3 separate regions of the Sus scrofa genome follow, and regions 1 and 2 are each linked to region 3. The links are chromatin contacts, called in public Hi-C and HiChIP or PLAC-seq maps. All regions are on one chromosome and are shown on one strand. Each heading gives the region's core, a stretch centred on a gene start, on an enhancer-like site or on the middle of the called end of the contact. The rest is flanking DNA. Distances are from core to core; before and after follow the strand shown. Region 1 holds the start of LYSMD1 (LysM domain containing 1). Region 2 holds the start of CERS2 (ceramide synthase 2). Region 3 holds the start of APH1A (aph-1 homolog A, gamma-secretase subunit).

The links. A called contact is a pair of places that touch in the nucleus more often than the background predicts. HiChIP or PLAC-seq counts read pairs in DNA pulled down with a chosen protein or histone mark.
Region 1: a Hi-C map of heart right ventricle shows a contact between it and region 3, with 4 times the contacts expected there. The contact joins the promoter of LYSMD1 here to the promoter of APH1A in region 3. A contact is called at or near these places in 1 of 5 promoter capture datasets (fetal liver) and 1 of 47 Hi-C or Micro-C datasets (heart right ventricle).
Region 2: an H3K27ac HiChIP or PLAC-seq map of alveolar macrophages shows a contact between it and region 3. The contact joins the promoter of CERS2 here to the promoter of APH1A in region 3. A contact is called at or near these places in 2 of 5 promoter capture datasets (fetal skeletal muscle and liver) and 2 of 2 datasets of contacts at active chromatin or transcription factors (alveolar macrophages and skeletal muscle).

What each region holds. Positions count from the first base shown.
Region 1 is chr4:98,081,135-98,083,834 of Sscrofa11.1, reverse strand. It overlaps LYSMD1 (LysM domain containing 1), which reads right to left and starts at 1,284. Exons shown (of 3, transcript NM_001243501.1): 1 at 509-1,284. The coding sequence starts at 688. It overlaps SCNM1 (sodium channel modifier 1), which reads left to right and starts at 1,461. Exons shown (of 7, transcript XM_001929657.4): 1 at 1,461-1,630; 2 at 1,898-1,968; 3 at 2,209-2,297; 4 at 2,395-2,492; 5 at 2,601-2,689. The coding sequence starts at 1,580.
Region 2 is chr4:98,249,432-98,252,212 of Sscrofa11.1, reverse strand. It overlaps CERS2 (ceramide synthase 2), which reads right to left and starts at 1,440. Exons shown (of 11, transcript XM_005663490.3): 1 at 1,288-1,440.
Region 3 is chr4:98,816,151-98,819,025 of Sscrofa11.1, reverse strand. APH1A (aph-1 homolog A, gamma-secretase subunit) reads right to left here and starts at 1,440. Exons shown (of 6, transcript NM_001244487.1): 1 at 1,087-1,440; 2 at 358-528; 3 at 117-190. The coding sequence starts at 1,199.

The DNA of each region.
Region 1 (2,700 bases), core at 35-2,534, 740 kb after region 3:
CTGCTGTGTCTCTGTTGTGGTGAGGGTTCAATACCTAGCCCAGGAACTTCCTGGCCAATCCCTGGCCAAAACAAAATAAAACAAAAGGGTATGGGCTTTGGAGTAAGATAGATTTGTTTGAATATTCACTCCAGCACTTACTAGTTATTTGACCTTGGTCAAATTGGTTAACCAATCTAAGTCTCAGTTTCTTCACCTATAAAAAGGGTATAATAATTGTATGCTTGATAGGGATGTGACGATCAGATGCGCTAATGGATGTAAAGTCTTTAGTATAGTGACTGGTATAATAAATAAGAGCTGCTCACCTCCACCGGGATATTGAGACAGGATTTGTCTCAACCAGACAGTGCAACACGAGATGGGACCCTTGTCAATTAATTTATCACAATTAACTAATTTAGACACAATTAGGAAAATTTCAGGTGAAGTTGCCCAGAGGGCCACTATATCCTCATGAGGAATAAATCTTTTCTGAGTGTCTGCGTCCCAATCCTGGAAGACTCACCGTCACCCCGTATTTGAGTGCTAGTCCAGCCAGGGTGTCTCCGGGCGCCAACTGATGCTCCAGGCGTCTTTCCCTCACCGGGGAGCAGGCAGACTGCACAAGGCTTCCATAAGAACGAGCCCGGCTCCCTTGAAGCAGTCCTGACCCCCCGAGGGGGGCCTGTCTAGAGGGAGAGGCCATCTCCTCACCCTGCGGACAACTGGAGTTGCAACTGCGGGAGGCCCGGCCAAGTGACCGATAGTGACAGGCCCGGGGTCTGGGAATGAAAATCTGGAGGATTCCTTTCCCTTTCTGTGTTCTCTCCTAAGTCTCTCCGCCTTCCCCCCACTAGGCGACCTCTGACTCCTGGCTTCCCCGCCTTCCAAGGCCTTTTCCCACAAACCTGTAACCTGACTGTTCAGTCCCTACCTGAGTTTCTCCTTAGTACCCCTCCGACTTTCGATCCCCCACAACTCGCGACATTGACCTCTGACCTTTGACCACTAGACACCCTCCTCTACACTACAGAGTTTGCCCCCAGGTCGGTCCGCCAGACCTCCCAGCCCCCAACCCCGATTCCGCGCGTCCCGGGCTTGGTCGCTAGGGTCGGGAACTAATCAGGCCCACTCCAGGTGGGCTGTGGCCTCAGGCGAAGGGCGTGATGACCGCGAGAATCTGTAGCACACTTTCCCCTGAGAGATCCTCAAAGGTACGCTCCGCATCAAATCAGTCACACTCTCAAACTCGGGATCCACAGCTAGGTTCCTCTTTCTCCAAACGCCTCTAATCTGCCAAGATGCAAGGGCCTGAATCGGGCAGGGCGGCAAGCTCTTTGAAAAAAGACTTCATTTCCCAAAAGGCTCCGCGCCGGCGGGGTCGCAGAGCACCATAGGAAATGCAGTCCCCTCTATGGGCTAGAGGCGGGTTTTCGGGATCGCGCGGCGCATGCGTGGAAGCGCATCCCGGAAGTAAGGGGGCCAACCGGAAAGAGACAGGAAAGAAAGGAGACGTCCCACTCTTGCTACGGTGGCCTGAAAGGAGTGGCGAACGCGGCGCGATAAAACTTATATTTCTGGGGCTCTCACAGTCGTGATGTCTTTCAAGAGGGAAGGGGACGATTGGAGTCAACTCAATGTGCTCAAAGTAAGCGCGAGAGGAGAGCATCTGGAGCAGCTTCAGTTGCCGTCTGAAGGCTGTGAGGGAGCTGTTTTGTTGCTGTGGCAACAACTCGGGGGAGGGGGGCGGAGGAAGCCAGACGATTGGAACTGGGCCGACACCCCTTCTTCAGCCCAGATCTCTACCCTTCTTGTGGCCTTTATTCCCTTTGAGTCCTCGTCCTTGTCATTTCCTTTTTGTTCCTCCCTCATATCCAGCTGACCCCGTCCTCATTTCTTCCCTTGTTCCCTGCAGAAACGGAGAGTCGGGGACCTGCTGGCGAGTTACATCCCAGAGGATGAGGCGTTGATGCTACGGGATGGACGGTGAGGACTAGGAGTGGATCAAGCCTGGGGGTTCTGCGGTTAGAGGCTCAACAAACTTTTGTTATTAAGCAGATTGGAAAGAACAAGGAATCTTTGGCGGGGAGTGAGTAACAGGGATGTTGGTGGTGGAGACTGGGAGACTTGGGATTTGGGCTTTGGAAAGGAGTTCTAGGCTGTGGTGGAACCTATGGCAGAGACTCCACTCCCCAGGAACCAATTATCTTCTCTCCTCCTCTCTAGCTTTGCTTGTGCCATCTGTCCTCACCGACCGGTACTGGACACCCTGGCCATGTTGACTGCCCACCGTGCAGGCAAGAAACATCTGTCCAGTAAGTTTGTGGGAAGACAGAGCATAGAGAATAAACCCTTAAAGGGTTTATTCACTCTGGGTGCCCTCCTTTTAATTCTCTTTCCCTTTCTCCTGAGGCCTGCAGCTTTTCTATGGCAAGAAGCACCCAGGAAAGGGCCTGGAGCCAAATCCAAGACAACAGAATGAATTGAGGAGAGAAGAGACCAAAGCAGAGGTAATCAGAGAGGGGAGGGTGTGTTCCAGGCTGCACACCTTAGGCTTGAAGGCTCTGGATTCTTTCTAGCTCTGAAGGTTCTGACTTTGTCTCCCATCTCCATGCCAGGCTCCTCTGTTAACCCAGACTCGACTTATTACCCAGAGTGCTCTGCACAGAGCTCCTCACTATAACAGTTGCTGCCGCCGAAAGAACAGGTCTGTGGGGT
Region 2 (2,781 bases), core at 191-2,690, 570 kb after region 3:
TGTTTCACGTAAAGCACATGGACGTTCTGACCTCCCTCCCGGACTGGGCACAGTAGGCGGGTAAGAAAGAACAGCAAGACCCTCCGCCCTCCTCCCACTCTAGCCATGGGGCCGTCAGAGCCAGGCAGGGGCCACGCCGCGCGGGCCGGCTGCCAGGCAGAGGGCTCTCGCGCAAGTGATCCCCGGGCTTCTCTACTTTCCAACAAAGGGGCTCCGCCGTCCGCTAGCGGCCCCGCGGCCCCACCTCCTGTTCCATACCTGTTGCCCAGGAGGGCTCCTCCGGGCTCCGGGCGGCGCGCCCAGGCGCCCGGCCAGTCTGCCCTCGGGCGGCGCTGGGGGCCCGGCCGCTCCCGCGAGGCGCTCCGGCCCGCCCTCCCCAGGCCGGCCGCCATGAGCGCGCCGGGCAGAGGCCCCGAGCCCGCGGCGGCGCCCCGCGCCCGGCCGCCCGAGGGTGTGCCCCCGGGCCCCTCTGCCCTCCTCAGCCCGCTCCCTTCCCCACCGGGCCCAGTCCGCCGAGCCGCGTCCGCGCGGCCCCCAGTTCTCGCAACTTTTCCGGGCCTCGTCCCGCCCCACCCCTGCGCGCGGCGCCTCGGGCTCCCGGGCTGGGGTCCCGACTCACTCGGCGGCGGCGGCGGCGGCGTCGCGGAGCTGGCCCGGCCGGGAGCCGCTGCTCCGTCTCTCTTCTCGTCCGAGCTCCGGGCCCCCTCCGAACTGGCTCCGCTCGCTCCTCTCCTCCCCCTTCCGCCCGCCCGCCTGCCCGCTCGCTCCCTCCCTCCTTCCTCCTCCGCCCGCCGCCCGCCGAGCCCAGCCGAGCTGAGTGCGAGCCCAGCCAGCCAGCCCGGGAAAGAAAGGCCGCGAGCAACACAGGAGCCGGGAGACTGGGCGTGGGCCTGCGGCCCGGCGACGGAAAGGGAGAGAAGGGCGGGCGGAGGGGCCCGGGCCTCCGCGCGGGGCAGCCGCGCCCAGCCCCCGCCGCCTGCCGCCGCCCCCTTCCCGGCCCGGGGACCCGAGCCCTTGCGGCGCGGGTTCTGCAGCCGCGCCCACTGGCATCCTGGCATCGAGGGAGAAGCCCCCCGATGAGGGCAGGCAGTGTGGGTTCTCTCCCAGCCCCTTGTCTCTCCGTTAAAGGTTAGATGTAGCCCTGGGGAACCGCGGGACAGACCGGGGACCGCAGAGCGGTATTGCCCCTGCCCCACCCCACCCCGGCCACCCCCAACTGCGGTCCCCGACCTGCACCCGGCTGCAGCCCCCGGTTCCCTCTGCGCGACCGACTGCCACACTTCTCACCTCCAGCCCTACTGGGAGGCAGGAGGGGGCGCAGCCCCTGAGAGTCCTTTCCAAGTGCCGCGCGCCGAGGCCGAGCGCCTCGCCAAGGCCGACCCAGGCAGCGGGCCCTCGAGATTCCGCTGTCCTTCCAGCGCGGAGCCCGCTACCCCTAGGGCGTCCCCCGCCCCAGCCCGCCGTAAAACCCACAGCGTTTCCACCCAGTGCTGTTTAAAACCTACCCGCAGTGGTACACATACCCTCCTGTAGTAGACTCTGAAGGAGCCAACCTCCAACTTTTTAATGTAAAATGCGTTCGAGTTTGCCATCTAGACCACGTTTATCCGTATTTAAATTCATATTGTAAAATGTTTTTCCCTTAGTCTGGTAAAAGCAATGTTTCAGGAAGATGCAAAATGTTTATCCTACAAAATTGGCCTTGATTCGTACAGAGGACAGAGTGTGACCAAAATGTGTCTAAGGGTTTGTTTAGAGAGGGCCCCCTAAGTAGAGGTAATTGAATTCTTTACGGTAATGAAATGGTGCTTTTTATACTGTCACAATTAGAACCTCTGACAGTGGCTGGTTTCAAAGTTTATCTAGTCAAGTTCAGGGGCTTTGACAGTTCTGTTAAGAAAGAATGTATGACCTCACTAATCCAGTTTGAGACCCTTGCTTAAGGCTCTTTCTGGAGAAGGAGGCAGAAGCTGACCTCCAAACATTTCCTTTGCTCTTTGCGGTGAGAGGCCCCAGCCCATGCCAACCTACCACTAGGGAATTCAGACCTGTTGGTCCATTCCCTGGACTCTTCAGCCTTCTTTAGCCCGGTTTTCCAGTTCCCAACAACCACTCTAGCCCTTTATTCCTTTGCCCCAGGCTAAACTCCTTTAATAGCATATCATATTAGCATACCATATCCGGCTACCCCTTCCCTACTGTTACTGCCCCTCCCTCAATCTCCCAATTCCACGGTTCCCTCTACCTTTTCTCCCCCCTTTTTTGGCCGCCCTGTGGCATATCCAACATATCCAGAGGTCACATCCAACCTGCAGTTGTAGCTGTCACAACACTGGATCCTTAGCCCACTGTGCTTGCGTGCCAGTGCTCCCAAAATGCCACTGATCCCACTGAGCCCCAGGAGGACCTCCTCCCTCTACCTTTTTTTTTTTTTTTTTTTTTTTTTTTTTTTTGCCTTTTCTAGGGCCACTCCCATGGCATATGGAGGTTCCCAGGCTAGGGGTCTAATCGGAGCTGTAGCCACCGGCCTACACCACAGCCACACAGGATCCGAGCTGAGTCTGCAACCTACATCACAGCTCACGGCAACGCCGGATCCTTAACCCACTGAGCAAGGGCAGGGATCGAACCCGCAACCTCATGATTCCTAGTTGATTCGTTAACCACTGTGCCACAATGGAAACTCCTCTCTCTACCTTTCTTACGTGCCTTCCCCAGATTCCCTTTTCCAGCAGGGTTCCAGTGTCTCCTCTTTGGGCCCTGGCTAAACTTTGAGTAAGC
Region 3 (2,875 bases), core at 191-2,690:
TTGGAAGTCAAGTATGGAGAAAAACAAGAAGTCACTTAGGACATGTGGATGTGTAGAGACTTCCCTCGGAGAGAAGGGTATCCACTCCCTCCTCCAATCCCTCTCCCTTGGCTCACCATAGGCCATCTGCCGGATGGAGATGGGTGATCTTCCGTCCTCACTCAGCGATGCTAACCCCTCATCTGCCTTCCTGGGGTGGGGTGGGTGGGGTAGGGGAAACATGAGGGAGGGCAGGAATCTCCTTTCCCTCTAAATGTCTTCCCTTGGTGCCTCCTCATCCAAACCACCACCCAGGGCTGCCCCACTTAGAGTTCAATCCTCTGCCCTTCTCCCCTCCATACCATCCCATCTTCTTACTTAAGCAGCTTGTAGTAGGCAAAGCGGAACACCTCCTGTAGAAGGACAGAAACTGCAGCACCAAAAATCAGGAGGCCATACTGGAGCCGGGCATCTGACCGGTCGGTCACATGGACCAAGATGAACCAGACTACAGAGGCCAAGAGCAAGGAGACCAGCCAGAAAAATGCCCTGAGGAAAGACAAGGGCAATCAGGCAGGCAAGGGCAGGGGGCACCCAGACAAATCAAAGAGGGGAGCCAACCAAGGCTGTAGTATAAAAAGTGGAAGTTACACTTCCGGATGGTCAGGGAGACAGTGAGGAGACTGGATAGGTGTCTCCACCAAGGGAGTTTGTAGGGATCTAGCGCAGGGAAGGGGTAGAAATCTCATTAAAGAGTCTTCAAAACGTTGAGAGCCAAGGTGTAGGCACACAGAAGGGCGAGGTATCCATTCCTGGATACTCCCTTAGGGCCGGCCGAAGTCAGCACAGCCCCCTCACGAGTCCTGGCCTTGGGCCTCCTCTGACGTCGCCGGGAGGAGTATAGGAGGAATCTCTGCGATCCCTGGAAGGCGGAAACCAACTGCGGGAAAGGGCAAATCACCAAGGCCCCTGACTCGACCCTCTTCAATCTTCACCTCCGACTTGTCTTCCCCCAACTCAGGCTCCCAGCCTCGCCCCAGTTCCTCAAGCCCCTTTCGGATCTCTCTCTCCGGCGTCCTCCCGCGTCTCCCCAGCCCCCTAACTCACCCAGCGACTAGGATGATGACACGAAGCGGGTCTCCGGCCACAGTGATCAAGAAAAGCGCAAAGGCTGGACCGAAAGCGACGAAAGTGCATCCAAAAAACACTGCGGCCCCCATGGCTGGGCAGCTGGGGGCGGGGTGGAGGCCTGGCTAAGAGAGGCGAAGGGGAGGAGCACGCCAACTAGAGTGTCCGCGTTCGTTGGCGACGCGACCCCGTAAGGGGCGCGGTGCAATGTCACCCCCGGACCCCCGGGAAGGGGGGGGCACCGAAACCCCAGATGCAGGTCCCCGCGACTTCCTCTACGGAAGCCGAAAAGGGGACAAACCCCATCCGCAGCCCCATGGCCACCTCCCATCTAATCCCCACCCCCTGGAGGCCAATGGAGAATCCGCGGAGGCGGAGCTGCGGGGGTGGACGCGTGGCCGCACTACCTGCCGGGACTTGTAGTCCTGCCCTCCTAGCCCTGGACCTCGGCCCTGGGAGTGGTTCCGGCGGGTTAAACCAGTGGGCTGGACCTGGGGGTTCCTCGGTTCAGCTCGGTCCTGGTCGCTTTCGTGATTTCGTTATTTTGTGGGGAAGGGTGGTAGCAATCCTACCTCTCTTTGAAGAGCTGCAGAGGGGGGAAGATCCTGTTGGAAGCTAAAGGACAGATGTAAAGAAAGCACAGGATAGAGGGTGCAGGGAGATAGGGACGGGTATTGTTCTTACTTGAATGAGAGGAAATGGGCTAGAGCTACTGCCTAAGAGATGAAGGTTAGACTTAAAAGTAGGAGCTCTTTGAACGGGCTAGTATAGGAACATGTAATTCAGTGTATCGCTAATGAATCTTTCATCTGTAATGACAAGAAAATCAGAAGCAAAAGAAGCCTGGAGAGCAATGATAAGAAAGGGGATTTTTAGTTAAAATTGGGAGTTAAAATTGTTTGTAAAAAACAATTAGAGGGATGGAGTTGAAGGAAAATGACACCACCACCACACTTTGCCAGTTACTCAGTTCCTTTTATGTCATACTTCCTCTATTTATTTTTCTGAAAATGAACCTCAGTGGTGTCTTTTCCTCAGGCTGGGGGAAGGGAAGGGGCAGGAGATGCATATTAGAATGAAAGAAAGTAGGGGAAGAGGTATTATAAGATCATTTGAAGTGGGGATGGGGTTAATCCTTAGGAGGAAGTTTAGGCAAAAGTGCTAGGATGGGAAAGTGAAATATTGTTGAGACAGTAATAAAAAACTATAGAAATTGTTCAAAGAGAGCCAGGCTTCCTTTCCTTCCTGGAAATGATTTATGGCAACGCATATATGTACATCCACATAAGAGTTTTACATTTTTCTGGGAAATTCTGGAAAGGAGCTAAAGGAATAGATTATATAGATATACATGGGATGTCATCATGCAAATCCTCTCTCAATAAGGTTGAGAGGGTGGGAGCATCCTGGCTAGTGCTCAAGACTCTTTTGTCTTGCTTCTGGGCCTAGCAGGCCAGAAGAAATAGGGATAAGACAACTCTTATCTCTCCTTTGAGCTGTTCCCGCAGCATCTTCTGACTTAAAAACAGGTGTCAAACCTATCTTATTTATGGGTGGTTCCACAGAGGCTTGCATGGTACCTGGCTCATACTAGACATTGAATTGATATTAACTCCCTTTAAAAAAATTACCTGCATTCTTGGAGTTCCCTTCGTGGCTCAGCAGTTAATGAACCCGACTAGGATCCATGAGGATGCAGGTTCCATCCTTGGCCTCACCCAGAGGGTTGAGGATCTGGCGTTGCCTTGAGCTGCGGTGTAGGTCACAG